3 separate regions of the Pan troglodytes genome follow, and all the other regions are linked to region 1. Evidence: chromatin contacts called from public HiChIP or PLAC-seq data. All regions are on one chromosome and are shown on one strand. Each heading gives the region's core, a stretch centred on a gene start, on an enhancer-like site or on the middle of the called end of the contact. The rest is flanking DNA. Distances are from core to core; before and after follow the strand shown. Region 1 holds the start of PEX10 (peroxisomal biogenesis factor 10). Region 2 holds the start of PRXL2B (peroxiredoxin like 2B). Region 3 holds the start of FAAP20 (FA core complex associated protein 20).

Region 1 (3,276 bases), core at 176-2,675:
GTCCCATGGCACTGTTCCTGTGGCCACGACACCCCCACCACTGGGCTCTAGTGCCACTGCTCCCTGAAACGTTCTGCTGGGAGTTCATGCCTTTAACGACTGCCTGCCCCACCCCCCAAAGACTTGATGGCTTTGCCTTTTTTTTTTGAGATGGAGTCTCACTCTGTTGCCCAGACGAGTGCAGTGGCACGATCTTGGCTTACTGCAACCTCCACCTCCCGGGTTCAAGTGATTCTGTCTCAGCCTCCCAAGTAGCTGGGATTACACGCACGCGCCACCACGCCCTGCTGATTTTTGTATTTTTAGTAGAGATGGGGTTTCACCATGTTGCGTAGACTGGTCTCGAACTCCTGACCTCAAGTGATCCACCCGCCTCGGCCTCCCAAAGTGCTGGGATTACAGGCGTGAGCCACCACACCTGGCATCTTTTTTTTTTTCGTTTTTTAATCGGTGATGGGGTCTGGCCCTGTCGCCCAGGCTGGAGTGCAGCGGCACAATCATGGCTCACTGCAGCCTCATCCCTCGGGCTCAGGCGATTCTCTTGCCTCAGCCTCCTGAAGAGCTGGGATTACAGATGCCGCCACCACGTCTGGCTAATTTTCAGATTTTTTGTAGAGACGGGGTCTTGCCATGTTGCCCAGGCTGGTCTCAAACTCCTGGGCTCAAGCGATCCTCCCGCCTCTGCCTCCCAAACTGCTGGGATGACAGGTGCTGCTTCATTGAGTACACTGGCTTCCGTACTCAGCTCACGGCCTGGTGAGGCAGGCAGGGCCTGGCTGAGCCTACACTGCGGTCAGCAGGGCGAGGGGCCTGGGCTGCTGCTCAGGCCTAGGAAAGGCCGGGGTCAGTGTGAACGGGACCGAGGTATGAGGCGTTCGCGCCGCGGGCGCTCTGACCCGTCTGCTCACAGGGGAGGATCGGAGGGAGGCTTGAAGCACTTGCCAAGGCCTCACACCTGGAGGGCACAGAGTCTTCCCCAGCCACTGGCGTCAGCTGGACCTGCCCTGAGCTGGGGACGGGAAGGGCTTGGGCGGGAACTGGAGGCCCACGCAGGTCCCCCGCGGTGTCTGCGGCCTGTGCCTCTGGCGCCACCTGGTCAGGGAGGGCAGGAGGTGCCCCGCACATCCCTGAATGGCCGCAGGGCAGGCGAAGGAGACTGCCGGGTCCCAGGTTGTGGGACGGGCCCAGGCGACCGTGACCACACACGGCAGACACCCCGCCTCCATGAGGGGCAACACCCCCTGGGCCGCTCGCGAGGACGTCCGGCCGCGCCCGGCCCTCACCCGCCAGGCTGTGCAGGGCGCCGCCCGCCGCGCTCCGCAGCCCACCGCGGTAGTACTCGTCCTTCTGCGCCGCGCGGATCACCTCCGGGGGGCTGGCGGCGGCCGGGGCCATGGCCGCGGGTTCGGGTGGTCCCGAGAAGCCACGCCGGCCACGCCCACGCCCAGACGGGCGAGAACTGATGACGGCACGACGTGGCTCTGCGTGCGGCGCAGACCTCTGCGTCAAGGTGCTGGGGCGGGGCCGGACTGGGGCTGGAGGCGGGGCCAGGGCCCGGGCGGAAGCGGGGCTGGAGTCCGAACCAGCGCAGCGCGGGGCGGGGCAGCGGGAAGATAGTCGGAGGCGCAGGGCGGGGCGGAGCGGGGCGGGGCCCGCGAGCCGAGGTGGGGGCGGGGCACGCGCGAGGGGCGCTGGCGAGGCAGCGGGACGGGCTCGCGGCCGCGTGGCTGCGGCGCCCCCGGGGTCCTACGCTGCCAGGGGCCCCTGCTCTGCTCCCTGCACGTCCACGGGCCGCCCTCCCACTGGGGACAGCGCTGCGGAGTGGAGACGCTGCAGGCCCATTTACGGCTGGGGAGACGGAGGCTTTCGCTTGGGTCTCCGGGAAGCCGAGCTCCCAGCGCCGGCCGCGGCGGTCCCGCCCTCGCGCCCTCTGAGCTGCGCGGGCTCTCAGCGCGGGTTGGCCAGTTCCGGGGAGCCGGTCGGTTTGGGGGCCAGAGGGGCACGAGGCGAGACCCGGGACCTTCCAGGCCCCGAGCAGCCGCCTTCCCCAGTAATCCTGAGCGAAAAGCACACGGCCGGCTTGTTGTGGACGCCCCCCTGGTGCCCACGGGAGGCAGGGCCTGGCGGGTGGGGGGCAGCCGGGAGGCCGCCGCGTGGTTCCAGGGCGGGCGGAAGGTGGCCTTCCACCCTCCACCCTCCACCCTCCACCCTGCCTGGCCTGAGCCCCGCAGGTGCTCTGGGGAACCACATCGCAGGCGCTCCGATCCCTCTGCTCCCAGGGGACGAGCGGAGGGAGGCCTGAAGCACTTGCCAAGGCCGCACACCTGGAGGGGACAGAACCTTCCCCAGCCGCTGGCCACAGCTGGACCTGCCCTGAGCTGGGGGCGGGAAGGGCTGGGGCGGGAACTGGAGGCCCGCGCAGGTCGCCTGCGGTGTCTGCGGCCTGTGCCTCTGGGGCCGCCTGGCCAGGGAGGGCAGGAGATGCCTGGCACATACCTGAATGGCTGCAGGGCAGGTGAAGGAGAAGGCCCTGTTTTTTGGCCCCAAGGGCAGCACTGGGCCCTGGAGAGTCCTGCAGGATTGCAGGAGGAAGGCAGGGCACGACAAGGGGGCGTCTGCGCCCCGCTGACCTCAGTGGGGAGGGCCTCCAGTTCCTTGCCTCACCTCTGGTTCCATCTACAGGAGCTCAGCTGTGGGATCATGCCCAGACTGGCACAGCCCAGTCACAAAGCCAGAGCCCCACCCTGCAGGAATGGCCCCTCTTACAGGGAAGGGGCATGGCCTGGGTGGCCCCGCCCCGCAGGCCCTCTGGCTACCAAACCTCCCAGCGCCCCCGCGCCCCTTTGGAGTTCTGACCCCGCGGGTGCACCCATGTCTCCTGGACACAGAGCCTGCCCTCTGATTGGGTTGAGCACCTTGGGCTGAACCCCTCATCCGTGGACCAGGCAACCTGGCATCGCCCACGTGGAGCCGCTGAGGTGATCATGTGTTCTGGTCAATGCTTAGATAACAGTTTGAGCTGCCGCTCTGGCCCCTGGGTTCATGGCTCCACGTCTGATTCTGAGGAGGAGGCTTCGGCTCCTTTGGATTCACACTGGGTTCTAGGATGGGCCCCTGACGGGAGGGCCTGCTCTAGGAGGCATCCCCCACCGCTGTCCTGGCTCAGGACTGCTTTCCCCACTCTTCTCATCTGCACCCTGGGCGACAAATCCCAGCCTCACAGTGGGAGGGGCCTGGGCAGGACCCGAAACAAAGTGTCCCAGTGTCTGCTGTTCC
Region 2 (3,450 bases), core at 242-2,741, 180 kb after region 1:
GGCCCTCTCCTGCACAGCCTGAGACAGTGGAGGGGCCCCCTCCAGCACAGCCCCAGAAGATAGAGGGGCCCCCTCCTGCACAGCCCGAGACAGTAGAGGGGCCCCCTCCTGCACAGCCTGAGACGGTGGGGGGGGGGGGGGCCCTTCCTGCCCAGCCCCAGATGGTAGAGGGGCCCCCTCCTGCACAACTCCAGAGGGTAGAAGGCCCCTCCTGCACAGCCCGAGACGGTAGAGGGGTAGTCCTGGTCTCTGGGGGCTGCACTCCTGGGCTCTGGAGCTGCCACAGCTTCTCCCTCCTCGTGCTTCCCCTTCCTCGTTTTGCTTTTTGCCCTTTCTGACATAGTAACGACTTCCGTTTCCCAGTCTGGACCTTCACCACCCCAGGGCGAGGGCACAGGCGAAGCAGCAGCACCCCCCCGGGCCTCCCTTTATTTGGAATACAGTGTGGGGGCTCCCCCTTCCTTCTCCAGCCCGCCCAGGCCCCTGGAGCTGTCCTGGGGCCTGGGGAGTGAGGACCCGTGCCAGCAGCACAGACTCTGCCAGGCTGGGCCCGCCCAGGTGGGAGCCCAGGCCGGGTAAAGCTGTGACCCAGCCCTCACCCCAACTCGGTGACAAAAGCTATCACAGGGCTGCAGTCGGGGAGGAACAGGACGCATCTGCCAGGCACCTGACCCGCAGTGCACTTCTGGGAGCTGTGCTTATCTCCCCGGGGTCTATTTCGCCCCAAGGTTTGGCGAGTTAAAAGCTGATATGCAACCGGCACGATATGAACAGTATTTTATGATTAAAGACATCGCGTCCATGTATAATTGAGATGCTGCCGCATTTGCGGGGATTTTCAAGCGAAAACCAGGCCACGTGGAAAGGCTAAGCCCTCGCACCACCCCCCCCCATCCCACTGCTGGGATCCCCGCCCCGCGGGAGACCCCGGCCCGCGGTCCCCTATGCCCGCGACCCCTGCGCTCACCCTCTCCCCTCAACCCTGAGTCCAGCCCAGTCTCGCGCGAGGCCGCAGGGAGACCCCCGCCGCTCCCTGGACCACCCCTGGGCCCACCGTACCCAGCCGCTCCCCGGCGCCCCCCGGGACCACCCCGAGCCGGCTGCCCGCCTCCCGCCGCATTCCGCACAGGCGCACCGCGCACCGAGGGCCGCACCGCCCAGCTCCGCCTGCTGCGCCAATGGCCGACGTGGTCCAAGTCGGCGGCCCAACGGAAAGGCGGGGCTAGGGGCGGGACCGGGACGCGGGACAGCAACTGTCCCGCAAGGCCCGGATTGAGGAGGCGGGAGGGACCCAAGCACGCGGACCCGGGATTTGGCGCCGCGATCTCGAGGCTTAGCCTGGAGTAGGAGGGGAAACAAGGCGGGACTAGGGGCGAATCCGAGGGGGCGGAGCAGGGCTCGGGGCGCGGTCGGGGGCGTGGCCAGAGGCGTGGCCGGGGCGCGCTGCGGCCATCTTGGGGGCGGGCCCGGGGCGGAGACGAGCCCGAAGGGGCGGGGCCTCGGCGGCAGCGAGAGAGGCGGGACCGGGGCATCTCGGGGCGGGGCTTGGGGCTGGATCTATGAGCCGGGAGCGGGGATCCAGGAGCGAGGAGCCGGGAGCGGGGAACCGGGAGTCAGGGAGCCGGGAACCAGGGCTGGCAGCGGCCGCCATGAGCACGGTGGACCTTGCCCGCGTGGGCGCGTGCATCCTGAAGCATGCGGTGACCGGGGAGGTGAGGCCGGGTGGACGCAGGGCGGTGGGCGCGTCCCTGGCTCCTTGCCCGGGCGTCCTGGCAGCGATGGGGTGGTGGGGGCCGCGGGGCTGGGGCGGGGCTGGGGGCAACGGGGCGCGCCCATGACCCAGCCGCCCGGCAGGCCGTGGAGCTGCGGAGCCTGTGGCGGGAGCGCGCGTGCGTGGTGGCCGGGCTGCGGCGCTTCGGGTGCGTGGTGTGCCGCTGGATCGCCCAGGACCTCAGCAGCCTTGCTGGACTCCTGGACCAGCACGGCGTGCGCCTGGTGGGCGTAGGGCCCGAGGCCCTGGGTCTGCAGGAGTTCCTGGACGGCGACTACTTCAAGGGAGGTGCGTCCTGTTCCCCGCCGCGGCGGCGCAGATACCCTTCCCTAAGCTCAGGGCGTTCGGGGCCCTTTCTTGCCCAACCCCGGCCCTTCTGTCTGCTGGAGCGGCCTTGATATGCCCACGGGTCAGCGTCCCTCATCTCTCCCTGCCTCCCCGCCCCGCAGCTGGTGGCTGGGTGGTGCCCTGCACAGACCTGGGCCCAGCAGCAGAGTCTGGACGAGCTCTGCCCCGCCGGCTCCACCTGTTGCCTCTGGGACTCAGCCCCTCTTCTGAGGGGAGGGGGGACACTCAGCCCCGTTTTACCCCTCCCGGCCCTGCGGGGGTGGGCTGAGCACGGAGGGTGGGCAGAGGAACAGAGGGTCGGAAGGAGGAGGGCGATTCTTGGTGGTGAGTGGGTTGGGGGCTGGTTCTGCTCCTGGGGCACACACATGTGGCTTCCGCTTTCCAGAGCTCTACCTGGATGAGAGCAAGCAGCTTTACAAGGAGCTAGGCTTCAAGCGGTGAGTGGGGGCGGGCACCCTTGGGTAGCGTGGGGTGGGGGACCCAGGGGTGCCCACCACTCCCTGCCACCTCCTCTCCCTGCTGCCCGCTGTGGTGCTGTCCACTCGGGCCTTCCTGGGCAAGGCGGCTCTGGTGGCACTGTTGACCAGCCCTTCTGCCAGGCCTTCTCTTGGGTGCTGGGTGACTGTAATGAGCCACCTCTTCCGGGGCTTACTCTCGGTGTCCAGACCACCTCGTGGGGTGGAGCCTCGTGCCCCATCAGGGGCCATCCTAGCTTTCTGGTGTCTGTGCCACAGGCTGCTTCCTTTGCTTGGCAGTTGCCAGCTGAGCCAGATCCCTGGGCACACCCAGCCTGGGGCCCCATGCATGCTCCCTGCACCCTCTGTGGGCCCTCGGCTAGCAGCCGCTGGGCTCGGTGTCCAACCTGCCGGTGGGCTGGGCTGGCTACTGATCTGGTCGCCTGTGCCATCTCTGAGCCCTGGTGAGGCGGGTGGGTGGGGTGGGGCCTGACCTAGGAACTGGTCTCATGGACACTGGAGCAGGCTCTGGACCCAGGCTTCTCCGGAGTCTGGCCAAGCGACCTGGTGTCTTCGCAGGTACAACAGCCTGAGCATCCTCCCAGCAGCTCTGGGGAAGCCCGTGCGTGATGTGGCTGCCAAGGTTTGTGTGGGTCAAGGGTGTACAGGCCGGGGGGTGGTGGGAGCTCCCAGGAGCCTTTCCTCTAGGATTGACTCAGGCTGTGCCCACTCCTGACAGGCCAAGGCTGTTGGCATCCAGGGGAACTTGTCTGGGGACCTGCTGCAGAGCGGAGGGCTGCTGGTGGCCAGCAAAGGTGGGTCGAGGGAGGGGCCTCGGCCACTACCTCAAGGAGGGCCTTGCTGAACTTGGTGGCC
Region 3 (3,274 bases), core at 80-2,579, 230 kb before region 1:
CACCTGGACATGCCAGGCCACAGCACTGGGCCACCTTTCCAGTGTGAAACAGGGCTTTAAAAGCCAGCGCTGAGCTCGGCCACCTCTTGACCTTCTGAACGGCTGTGGTTTCCAAACACAGATGGACAACCGGGCCGGGCGCAGGGGTGGCCTACTCACCTGGGGGCGAACTCCTTCTGGCACATGGGGCAGCTGCGCAGGGCCGCGGCACCCTCCACAGACGGCTGCTGCTCCACCCTGGGGGCCCTGCAGGGATCAGGTGCCGGGCGCTGGGGCAGGGACCTGGCGGGGGATTCCAGGTGCCCTCCTGCCCCGTGAAGCAGCCGGTAGGAACGGCCCGGGCCCCACAGGTCCGGCGGAAAGGGTGTCCAGGAAAAGGTCTTGGTTCCGACAGTGAAGACTTCAGTGGGCTCCGGGCCGCACCTGGGCTCCTGCAACACAGAGTTGTTGGGCCTTGCCCAGCGGTGGCTCCCGCCCTGGAAACCCCTCCACCGCTACGATGGGCCCGGTGGGCACACCTGTCCTGGGAAGGCGGGCAGTGAAGGCACCTCGTGATCCAGGATCAGCTCCGGGCTCACCGTGCGCAGTAGCTCGGCCCAGAGCCGCTCCCGCTCCTCACCCCCCAGGAGAAACCAGGGGCGGCCGCCAGAAGGCCTGGGGCAGACAGAGGGGGCAGACAGAGAAGGCAGACAGGGGGTACTCAGTAGGGGAAACGCTATGGTGGGGGAGACCCGGGAGGGCCTGGGGCAGAGACAGCGGGGAGATGGGGGGTACTAGAGGGAAATTCGATGGTGCGGGAGGTGGCCGGCAGGGTTGGGGGAAGGGCTGCTGGGGCAGACAGTGCGGAGATGAGGGGTACTGGGGGTGGGGGAGCGGGGTGGGTGGGTGGAAATATGGGGTCCTCAGCGGGATGAGGCGATGGTTGGGGAGATTGCGGAGGGCCTGGGGAAGATAGAGGGTTAGATGGGGGGGTGCTCAGGGGAGACGCGATGATGGGAGAGGCGCGGGAGGGCCTGGGGCGGCGCGGGGGAAGCTCGAGGTGGGGTGGGGGCTCAAGGCGGGCGCTGAATGGCGGCGCGGGGTGGGGCGACGGGCGTGGGGGCCGGGCCCGGGGGCAGGGAGCCCTCCCCACGGGACGAATAGAGCGGGAGGCCCGCGGGGGCGCCGGGAAGCACGTGGGAGCGGGAAAACCGGCCGCGCCCCCGCCCGGCCCCCGGCCTCACCCGCCCGCCGCGGGCGGCCTCCGGCGGCTCAACCCCAGCCGCGGCCTCCGCGCCGCCTCCATCCAAGCCCGCGCCGGGCGGAAGTGAGCGCAAGCCCCGCCCCCGCCCCTCCAGGCCCCGCCCCCGCCCCAGGCCCCTCCTCCAGACCTCTGCAGTGAGGCCGCCCCCCTCCGAGGCAGTCGGAACCCCAGGGGCCCTGATCCCAGCCTGTAGGGAAACTGAGGCCAGGGTTCCTTCGTCCTGCACCGCACAGGGGGGCCTGGCGTGAGGGTGGGGGGCCCAGGTGGGGGAGCCCCGCCCGTGTCCCCTTTCCCGTCCGGGCAGCCCCCGGGCCGGAGCCCCCTCCGTTACCCCGATGGCTGCCCGGCCCGCCCCGGCACCTGCCTCCTCCCGGCTGCACCCAACAGCTCCCGCCCCCGTTTCCGGCTCTGCGGAGCCGCCTCTCCTCCCAGGACCATTCCAGGAGTAAATAAAGCTTGAAATCCGCCGTCGCCACCACCGTTTCTTTACAAAAGGCGGGGAACTCAAGCTCCTTAACCAAGAAACCAGAGGCGAAGTGACAAAGTCCAGGTGACTCACTTGGGCCTCAGGGGCCTGGGCCAGGGGCCTGGGCCAGGGCCCTGGGGGCAGCTGAGGGGCTTTCCTGCCTGGACCCCGGGCTCTGCGACCTCAAAGTCGGCCACGTGGTGGCAGCAGCTGCCCAGGCACCCTGGTGCCACACTTGGCTGTGCCCAGTGCCCCATGGGCCCAGGCCACTTGCCTCTCCCTCGGCCCTGCTGGGCCCTGGAGTGGCTGCCACCCTCACGGAAGGAGTGGGGTCTACAGAGATCAGGGTCAGGGGCCCTCACCAGACGCCACTCGGGGCTCTGGGACTCCTTGGCAGTTTCTGCCCTGCCCAGCCCCAGAAGCTTTGGGGCTATGCTGGGCACCCCTCCTGCAGGGCTCCCTGGCTGTTCCTACCCCTCACCTGGCCCCTCCCAGCCCCCAGTCGTCTGTGCCCTCCCTCCAGAACTCAGCTGTGGAGCCCGGCCCTGAACCCAGGCCACCCGAGTGGCCCACCGTCCTTCAAGGGGCCCCAGCCTGGAGGCCATGGGTTGGTGTTCAGGGAAAGGGTCAGCAGCAGGGCCTGGACTGGGAGGTCCCCCTCTCCCTGCATGAGTGGTTTTCTTCCGCACACGTTCCTGCTCTAGATGCGGGAGGCCCCCAGCAGAACAAGATGGAGGCACCAACCCCCAGGCCCTGCGACTTGAGTGAGCAGATGGAGATGCAGTGCTGAGTGCTGCCCGGGCAGGGGGAGGGGGCCTGGGGGAGCTGCTGCAGGCAGTGTGGTCTCAGGGGGCCCTGTGGGAGGTAGCCTGTGGCTGGGCCTGCTCTCAGGCGAGAGAAGCCCAGCCGTGGGGTCTCCGCAGCCCCACGTCCAGCAAATGGCAGGTGCCAGCTGACCAAGCGCTCTCAGACAGCCAGTGTCCAGGGCTCCCCGACAGTCCTGGCTGCCCTGGCTTCAGCTCCGAGCTTCTGGGTCTTTCCTGGAAATGTCACCATGGTCTGCAGGAGGGCCTTGGGTACTTCCAGGAAGACTGGTCCCAGCCTCCCAAGACAGGAGAAAAGGCCAGGCCCAGCAGCCCATGCCTGTAATTCTAGGACTTGGGGAGGTCCAGGCAGGCAGATTGCTTGAGCCCAGGAGTTTGAGACCAGCCTGGGCAACATGGCAAGACCTTGTCTCTATAAATAAAAAATTAGCTGGGCATGGTGGCATGTGCCTGTGGTCCCACCTACTTGGGTGGCTAAGGTGGGAGGATCACCTGAGCCCAGGGAGGTGGGGGCTGCAGTGAGCCAAGATCGTGCCACTGCACTCTAGACCCCAACTCAAAAAAAAAAAAAAAAAATAGGCCAGGTGTGGTGGCTCAAGCCTGCAATCCCAGCACTTTGGGAGGCCAAGTCGGGAGGATCACTTGAGGCCAGGAGTTTGAGACCAGCCCGGCCAACATGCAGAAACCCCATCTCTACTAAAAATACAAAAATTAGCCGGGCATGGTGGTGCACACCTTTAA

Evidence for each region. HiChIP or PLAC-seq counts read pairs in DNA pulled down with a chosen protein or histone mark.
Region 2: a contact with region 1 is called in an H3K4me3 HiChIP or PLAC-seq map of stem cell-derived excitatory neurons, with 4 times the contacts expected there. The contact joins the promoter of PRXL2B here to the promoter of PEX10 in region 1. A contact is called at or near these places in 1 of 7 Hi-C or Micro-C datasets (stem cell-derived neural progenitor cells) and 1 of 1 datasets of contacts at active chromatin or transcription factors (stem cell-derived excitatory neurons).
Region 3: a contact with region 1 is called in an H3K4me3 HiChIP or PLAC-seq map of stem cell-derived excitatory neurons, with 4 times the contacts expected there. The contact joins the promoter of FAAP20 here to the promoter of PEX10 in region 1. A contact is called at or near these places in 1 of 7 Hi-C or Micro-C datasets (stem cell-derived neural progenitor cells) and 1 of 1 datasets of contacts at active chromatin or transcription factors (stem cell-derived excitatory neurons).

What each region holds. Positions count from the first base shown.
Region 1 is chr1:229,576,484-229,579,759 of NHGRI_mPanTro3-v2.0_pri, reverse strand. It overlaps PEX10 (peroxisomal biogenesis factor 10), which reads right to left and starts at 1,425. Exons shown (of 6, transcript XM_063806042.1): 1 at 1-1,425.
Region 2 is chr1:229,396,417-229,399,866 of NHGRI_mPanTro3-v2.0_pri, reverse strand. PRXL2B (peroxiredoxin like 2B) reads left to right here and starts at 1,491. Exons shown (of 7, transcript XM_001151207.5): 1 at 1,491-1,712; 2 at 1,855-2,059; 3 at 2,505-2,556; 4 at 3,154-3,217; 5 at 3,314-3,389. The coding sequence starts at 1,560.
Region 3 is chr1:229,805,771-229,809,044 of NHGRI_mPanTro3-v2.0_pri, reverse strand. It overlaps FAAP20 (FA core complex associated protein 20), which reads right to left and starts at 1,329. Exons shown (of 4, transcript XM_016952481.3): 1 at 1,224-1,329; 2 at 519-654; 3 at 160-431. The coding sequence starts at 1,285.